2 separate regions of the Mus musculus genome follow, and region 1 is linked to region 2. The links are chromatin contacts, called in public HiChIP or PLAC-seq maps. All regions are on one chromosome and are shown on one strand. The core of a region is the stretch at or near the end of the contact, and the rest is flanking DNA. Distances in the headings are between cores, read along the strand shown. Region 1 holds the start of Dlgap2 (DLG associated protein 2). Region 2 holds the start of 1700029H14Rik (RIKEN cDNA 1700029H14 gene).

Region 1 (4,175 bases), core at 1,596-4,095, 530 kb before region 2:
ACGTGAGTCAAATTCTAAGAAGCATGTTTTTGCTTCTAATATTCATTTTGGAATTTCTATCACTGTCAAAAAGGAAGTGGACAAAAATAGGAGATGCAACAGATTGCCACAGAGGGACATACTTACGTCACTCTGGAGAAATGACAACACTGCCATTGAACCACCTGAATCAGAGGCGCCCTCGAGCGAGCGCAGCACATGAGGGATCTGCAAATGAGCTTCTTGCCTCCCGCCAGCAACGCCAACCACACAGGCTGACTTCACTATGGCTGCACAGGCAGCAAAGGGACTGGAGCTTGGCACTGCTCAGCCTGGAAGGTTTCTCTGGGGAATACAAAAGTTCCATGGGGGAGGGGCGGTAATTTTAATTATGTTCCTTTGAGTTATGTGACATAGCACTCACCATTTGGTGTATTACCCTTTGACCTAAAATACAAGGTATTCACAGGTCAGAGCAAGAGTTATGGCTCTACCTCTACTGACTTAACAGTGGAGATGATTTCAGAAGGGAATAGTGGGACATAAACAGCTCATAACAGACCATCTCAGAGAACAAAACCCATATTCACTACATCAGCCCCATGGAATGGAGAAGTGGTGTCGCTGCGGATTACTGCCCATCTTCCATTGGATTTATGTTTCTCCCAATCCAGATGTGCTCGAGCAGCGGGCTCCCTGAGGCCTGCCAGCCAGGCAGCCAGATGTGGGGCGGAAAATATTCTAATTTGTTCCCTTCTAAGTAATGAAAAAAGTCACACCATCTAAAAGGAAGTCGTATGCACAATCTACAATTACCATGGAAGCCAAATCTGTGTGAGTCACCCTACTGCCTGCACAAGACAATTTGGCTACTGGAGAATCCTGATTAATGGCATTAAACGGCATTTTTAAAACACCAGAGTAACAACCTGACCTGCCAAATTTTATTATTTTTCATCATATCACCAAATTTTTCTTGGCCTTGGCTATGTAGCACCTTCCACAGGGAATATGAAGATGAAAATCACGCTATAGTGCACTTAAAGTCTATATACTATTGGGGAGGTTGGATTAAGTAAGTCAGCTTCAGATTTGTACACAACTCTGAAGCGGTCCTGGGTTACTTTGGGCTATTCTGTGACTCCGGGTTGTTTTCTCAATACAAATGCAATTAGTTTGTGGACTGTACAATAAAAGCCTTCTGCAAAACACAGGTGACTGGGATCCAAGGTAACGGTCAGATCTCAAGGTTGTAGGCTGATGTACCCACCTGGCCACTAACAGCAATCCCAAGGCTCCGAGTCCAGACAGCTCCCTCCCGCCTCCAAGTATTAGACGCCAGGAAAAACTGGTACGCTTTAATCTCCAGCCCTGAAACGCCCACAGCTCGGACTGGCAGAGTTCATCAAGAGCGAGGGCGAATTCGCTGCCCGTTACTTTATACTCTTCATCGATACAAGCCGGCTAAGGCTGATCAGTCAGTCACGCATTTGGATTTCGACCCGGGCCGGAATCCACATCCATTTGAAAAGAAGGAAGCGACATGCGGGCGGCTGGCACCACATTCCCGAAGTGTTTTGAGTTTCGGGTGAGAAACGGCTAAGCAGCCGCGGCGCTCCCGGTTCCCTTTCACCTGCGACACTCTACGCCCGCCTAGGCACTGCCTGCTGCCCTTCCCCATCTCTTCTAACTCGGTATACAGCCCCGGCCCCTGCCTCGGGTCCCAGCGAGCATCTCCCGCCACCCAGCCGCTCCAGGAGGATGGGAGAGAAATCCCCTGCCCCGCCCGGCCCCACCTGGCCAGCGTCAAGCAGAGGAGCCGGTGCCTGCCGCCCCCCAGCCCTTCGCCGCGCAGGGCTGTAATAATTACATCCTCATTATTTCTTCTGCGATCGTTAGGGAAAGAGCCCGAGAACAGCAACAGCAGCTGCCGGGGGAGGCTTAGTTACAAAACCCTGCGCTGGGTAGCGCTTCGCTTAGCAACCACCCCTAAAAAAGCCCCCGTGCTCCCGGCTCGCACTTGGAGAGCCCAGCAGCGGCCACCCCCTCCCAAGCCCGAGGCCCAGGCCCTGCCGGGCGCGAAGGCTGTTGCAAAGGGCACAAGTGGCCCCTCCCCGCCTCCGCGACCCCAGTGCCCGTACCACCAGCTCCAAGCACCTTTCATTCATTCCCAGTCTAGGTCCGGGTGTCCACCCGGGCTTGGGGGAGGGGAAACCCAGGTCGCACCCCACTGCCCCACCAGAGTCCCTCTCTGGCCGGGGCCCCGGGCTGCACCCCCTTACCCGGCCTCGCGGAGCGGGGAATTTCACACCTCCGCCTCGCTCCTGCACCCAGGGAGCCCGTGTGCCAGCAATCCTGCCGCGGGGCGCTGCAGCCCGGAAGGACCCCAGCGGCGGACCCCGGAGCACCAGCCGTCCCTGGGGTTATTCTCACGCTCCCGGATCGGGTCCCCGGGAGCCTCTTATCCCCAACGCAGCCACTCAGGCAGGGCCCTCGCCGGTCCGGCTCGCAGCACCGCCCCCTCCCTGCCCCGACGGCACTCGCCACTTAGCGCCCAGGTCCCCGCATCCCGGTCCCCGCGGCCCCGCGCGTCTCGCACCTTCCTCAGAGCAGACATCCTTGGGCTTTCCTAGTTCAGTGGGTGCAGAGCGACATGGCAAGGTGGCCACCCCTCAGGCCAGGCGGTGCGCACAGCACTGCCGCCAGCTCCCAAGCTCGAGAATCCTTGGGTCCGTGCGTCGATCCGCAGTCTGTCTGTCCCCCGCTGCCGCTACCGCTTATCGCCTCCACCACCGCCACCGCCAGCGCCACCACCGCCGCCGCGCGCTCCGACCCCGTTCGAGCCCGGCGCACGGTCGGTCCTCACGGCCGGCGCCTGCGCACTCGGCGCCCGGGGAGGCACCGGCGCACTGGGGGGCGGCCGGTGCGTGGCTCCATCTGAGGAAGGGCCCAGCGCCACGCGCCTAGGGGGAGCGCTCAGGCCGCGGTGCCGCTGCCAATGGCAAGCCTGGCCCAGAGGTCGCATGGCGCTCACGGCCCGGGAGCCCGCGCACAGCGGATCCCAACTGTTGCGCGCAGAGCGTTGGGTCACTCCAGGACAGTGATGGTTCCCGGAGGGGGAGCGGAGAGGTCCCACACCGCGTGTGCTCCGTGTGTTTGTAGGTCAGCGTGGGAACCCACAAGCAAGCCAATGCGCCTGGGAAGGGCCAGCTCAATGTGAACCGAGATGTGGGATCTGCAGACGCATCGGCACCCTGAACTCTGCACGGTGAAAGCCTATTGGGCTCCCAGGTCATAGAGAGGGAGCGATGGAAGATAGGAGCTCTCAGCACTGGCCACTAAGAGAGCACAGTGCTGCTCTGGGTGCTGTGAAATAAGACCACTGTTTCCACCTGTTACCTCCCAGCTCTGGTAAACTGCTGCTTCTGGGCTCACAGGAATCCCCAGCACCTTGAACAGCAATCTTTAGTCATAAACCTGGTCCAGATAGAGGGCTGAGATGGTGTCGGCCCTTGTTTGCTGCTGCACTCGGAAGCAAAGAAAAAAAACTATCTTTTTTTTTTTCCTCAGCGAAATCAGAAACACAACAAAAAACAGTCTGGCAAATTCAGCAAAATTAGCCATATTTTGATGAAACCTAATTAGATTCGTGGGGATACCCTTTTTAGATCCACTGAACAGTCAAGAAAAGTTTCTGTGGCCTAGAGTAAAAGGTGCTGACAACTAAAGACATAGTTTGGCACCGGGCTCTGGGGATACTCACTACACCTGCTTAACCTTGGGCCGGTCTCTAGGCTCCGTGTAAATATAATAGGGGGCTTTCGTCTCCGTTGTCAAGAAGTTTAAATGTGACCAAAACTTAATCAATAAGGTGACTATTTACAGAAAGGTGAATGGGTGTCGAATAGAGGAGAGACAGGTGAACAGCCCTGTATTTCCCTAAATCCCAAGATCTTTTCCATAAAAACAGCCTCCATAAGATGTTTTTTCCTATGATCAATCAACTGCAGTGCACTTTCAGAGCAAAATACTAAGGTGTGTGAAAGATACACAAATGGATCAAAGGTATCTGATGTGACTTTTTTCTAGTGTTTGTAGCACACTCCATTTGGATTCCACTATCGAAAGAGAGAGAGAGAGAGAGAGAGAGAGAGAGAGAGAGAGAGAGAGAGAGGAAGGAAGGAAGGAAGGAAGGA
Region 2 (4,476 bases), core at 1,469-3,968:
GACCCTCTCATTCATATGTTCAAGAGGCCCATAAAAACACTAAACTGAAAGCTAATAGATACCCAGAGGACCTGGTGAGAGACTAGTTTTTCTTAAGAATTAGAGCTGACCATGCCACACAGCAGATTAGCGCTGTAAGTCTGGCTGGAAGAAAAACTAAAATTATGAGATAATAATCTAAATATTCCAAGTACAAAAAAAAAAGAGTCCATAGAGTATAAATAGCTGTAGGAGAAACATAGAGTCAATCTAGGAAATTGTTTGTTTAAAGGGCCCATTTTCCTCAGTGGTACCTTCACTCTGAGATAATGTTCTGGGTTATTTTCATTTTAGATATGCTATTATTAGATGTCCCATTATGTCAAATACAGACGATTCTTTTAAAGAAAGCATCAGATCTTAGTCATGATGGCTAGTAGATTTTAATAATATGATCCAGGAGTTTCTTCCTTAACAGCTTTACCAACTGCTCAAGCCATCCCCACATCAGGCCCTAGGAAGTCTTCCCTGTAGCCACCGGACATTCATAATACTTAATAAACGATATGTGATACTTGGCCAATAGAGAGAACTATAAACAGGGGGCCCTGGATGGACCAACACCTTGCTCTGAGCCTTCCCAGGCTATAACTAATAAAAACATCAGTGATTATGGAGGGGTTAGAATGTTGCAGGTCTGGAGCCTGATTACAATTCCTCTTGAGCTCTCTTTAGCCACCTTAATAGCCATTCCTTGCCAACCTCACAGCCTGTGGCTAACTGGAGCAACCTTTTGGAATGTATTAACAAAACTCTAGTTTCACCCAACCAAAGGGCTACGAATGCCTTGGGACAGCATCTGCAGCCCAGAGCCGAGATTCTCTGCCTTTCTGTAGACATCTTTTTACAATGTCCAACAGTGTATTTGAAAAGTGCTTTTGTTCCTGACTTCCTTTGTCCTGCTAATATAAAAACTTCATGGGCTGGAGATACTTCAGTGCTAAGAGCACATCTTGCTATTAGAGTTTAGTTCCCCACGCTCAAATCGGATGCCTCGTGACTGTCTGCACATCCGGGAGATCCAGCACCCTCTTCTGGGCCACGCCAGCACCTGCACTCACATGCGCGCATAACTAGAATCGAGTTTAAGAAACTATAGTTATTAATATGACACAGCCAGTCCCCCCCCCAATAACCGAGGCAGAGTCCTATGGATTATTTCATTCTGTCTTGTACAATTATTGGGGAATTACCCCTAATCTATATTTCTATAGATTATTATACTTAATTTCCCAGCTGCACTCCCCCAATACTTGCGGTTTGACTCTTCTCCAGTCGTATCTGATCTTTATTGATCTTTAACAATTTGGAAGGACTCCATAGCTTTTCTTTTCCTATGGAACAAATGTAAAATCTCCCAACATAACATACCTTCTTTTTTCTGCATGGAGTTATTTTTATTTTTATCTGCTAATCTAATGCAGCAATCCTTTCTAACTTCACGTGGCTGCCTGTATTGTTCTCAGCTGCTCTCCTCCAAAGCAAAAATTGGCTGTTCGAATCCCACCTCAGTTACTTCTGGTCCAGAAGTCTGACCTGGGGTTGGGGGTGGGGTGGGGGTGCGTTTCATTTGGGCACCTGATCCTGCTCCATCACATGTAATGGGAGTCTCCGGTTCCCTCTTCATCCACCCTCTTTCTCCTCCTCGTGGTCCCCACCTGCAACCCCCAGCCCAGTGTCTGAAACCGCATCTTTCATATTCTCCCCAGTAACTGGCTATAGCCACCTTTATTTAGCCAGTGGTTTTAAATTGGGGAGCAAGGTTTTCATAGCATCACTGGTATACATAAGGATCTGCTCACTGGGCACAACCAGGTCTTGGGAGCCAGTATTTAGCATTTGAATACACAGCAGCACCAGACCAATCCCTAACACGTATCCACATAACACATATCCACACGCAGACATACACATACTCATAATTTAAAAGAAAAAAATTTGTCCAACGGTTAGTAGGTTGGAACACTGAGTTTGTGTTCGTTTGAATGTGCTCTGAGGCAGTGGTCACTTGTATTTAGCTGTAAAGCAAATGTCTATCCCCTCAGGGGAGAGTTGTATGCTATGTTGGCACCAGGGGGGAGCCCCAATCCACTGTGTTTGCTGTCATAGAGGAGCTGAAGAAACAGATTGGGGGGATAGTCCATGAAGATGACATCTGTAGACCCTGGGAGAGGCTGCAGGGGAGACATCCCTGCCCCTCCTTGATTTCTAGCCTTCAGCTGGGAGACATGTTCCCAACTGAGGTCGAGGTCCTGTGTGGGCAGGTTTCTCTGTCTGTGTAAGTCATCAAAATGTCTCCCACCAAGCCCTGCTCTCAGTGGTAAGTTTTGACCCACGGGCCTGAATGTAAACCAGATCACACTGCCCCAGGGCCATTTATTTTCCTGACTCTGCTTCCTGCCATCCTCACGCCCATAGAAACAGGAAGATTCTCAAATGGGAGAGAGCACTGGCTTCAGGAGCACACATTTGTGAGACACTGCCATCTAGAAGCCCCTCGCTGTTAAAGAATACCGAAGTACAGGAAAGTGGCAGATAGCAAACTGCCAAACTCAAAAAAAAAAAAAAAAAAAAAAAAAAAAACCAAACCAAAAAACCTAGAGCCAGCATGACCTCTGGGACAGCCCTCAACAACCATCCAGCTCTATCTTGTGATGTCACAGCAGCGTCATAGCAACAGTGAGTGAGATCGCGCTGGACCACTTTGCTGGCAGAGAGGCAGGGAGAGGCTGGCAGAGATGCCTTTGGTCTGAGGCTGTGCTGGTGACGCCCTCCTTCCCTCTGGGTCAGGATGGAGAAGGACCCCGCCGCGCACAGGAAGCACCGGCCTGGGCCTGGCGCCCTGCCCTCAGGAATAACCCCTGCATACCTCAAGGCCGCCAGTGACGGGGCGGAACTCCAGAGGAGCAGGAGTGTGGGTGGCTTGCACCAGAAGGGGGATCCACCAGTCTGCATCAGGAAGCTGCTACGCAAGGAGCTAGGTAAGGGGTGGCTCCCTCCTGGAGGACTGGGAGGGCAGGCAGACCTGGCCCAGCCTTAAGAAAGTACAGTTTGTGGACATCTGGACATGGGCAGTAGGTGTATCATGCAAGACACATTGCCATTAGGAGAAGGTAGCTGGTTTCCAACTCCAGAACTGCACCAAGCAATGGAAACCCTGCCTTTCTTTTGACCGCTCTTTGCTTGGGGCTTTTCTTAATAAGAAAGATCAGGGCTGGAAGAGTCTCCTAATAGTTAGCGTCTTCTGGAACACAGTCACATGTGTACATGTTTCTGGGAGTGTGGGGAGCTTCCAGTCCTTTTATCTTACATATGGGTGTTTTGCCTGCACGTGTGTATGTACACTATGGACATGCAGTGCTGCAGAGACCAAAAGAGGGCCTTGGATCCCCTGGCATTGGAATTAGACTTGAGTCCCATGTGCGTTTTGGAAATCAAAATTGAGACCTTTGGAATTACATTGAGCACCGTTTCTCCAACCCTCCCCGTCCATTTTTAAATCTTCTGAAAATAAGTCACCAGCAGACCTCCTATCAGGCACCTTCATTATTTGACCCTCTAGACTGTTATCTGAGGCTGGGATTGAACTGAAACCTACCCTTTTTTCTCCCTGGGGCATGTGAGAACTGCCAAGGTCTGAATTACAGTGCAGAGCTGTGTAACATCCCTCAGCCCTGGCCAGAAGGCCTCAGCCTTCTGCTTCTCACTGTTGGGACATCCACAGATGTCAACAACTCTGAGTACAGCACTTCAGACAATGCAGAGACAAGCACGGGATCTCCTGAGAAAGGGACACAGGGTACAGACCAAGGCCAGGTGTGCTAAGTACAAGAAGGGACAGGCTCCTTTCTGGAAAGGAGGCAGGTGGCTAAGCAGCCGGCATCTCTATGAGAGAAGGCATGGGAGATTGGGGTGAGGTTTGAAATGGATGGAAAGACTAAGAGGATCAACTGGTGAGGAAGTTTGTCCTGTACTTCCCTCAACTAGCCTGCAAGTTAACCCCCAGGAAAGGGCCAGCCAGCTCTGTAAGGGAGCCCTCCAACTCACGCTCTGGGCTTGATCTATAAGAACTCTTCTCTAGCACTTTGGAATTTCTGTCTGAGTCACAAAGCCACTGTGGGGAACAGGTAATTCCAGCTGAGGTCTGGCCCAGACGGCAACTCTGGGGGAGAGCCCAGAATATAGCCTCAAAGACGTTATCTGTGCACAACTCTTCCCATTGAACACTATGCTGAACTGCCAGGTCCCTGGAAGTTTGGGGGAGGAAGTTACATGCAGAAGGAGTACGCCAAGTTGGAAGAGCTCACAGCCAACTAGCGCCCTCCCTGCCCCCACCCCCCAAAACCAGGATCACCTGGCACAGCTCCCTACAGTTATTGCTCTGAAGCTAGGGAATTCATGTCAGCTTGTTAGGGTCCCCTCAGCCTTGAGCACATT

The links. HiChIP or PLAC-seq counts read pairs in DNA pulled down with a chosen protein or histone mark.
Region 1: a contact with region 2 is called in an H3K27ac HiChIP or PLAC-seq map of embryonic stem cells, with 2.9 times the contacts expected there. The contact joins the promoter of Dlgap2 here to the promoter of 1700029H14Rik in region 2. A contact is called at or near these places in 11 of 39 promoter capture datasets (the 3T3-L1 cell line, the HPC-7 cell line, cranial neural crest and 6 more), 1 of 484 Hi-C or Micro-C datasets (the HPC-7 cell line) and 2 of 115 datasets of contacts at active chromatin or transcription factors (embryonic stem cells and pancreatic cancer cells).

Annotation. Positions count from the first base shown.
Region 1 is chr8:14,094,545-14,098,719 of GRCm38.p6, reverse strand. It overlaps Dlgap2 (DLG associated protein 2), which reads right to left and starts at 2,845. Exons shown (of 16, transcript NM_172910.3): 1 at 2,579-2,845.
Region 2 is chr8:13,560,703-13,565,178 of GRCm38.p6, reverse strand. It overlaps 1700029H14Rik (RIKEN cDNA 1700029H14 gene), which reads left to right and starts at 2,718. Exons shown (of 9, transcript NM_025601.3): 1 at 2,718-3,020. The coding sequence starts at 2,831.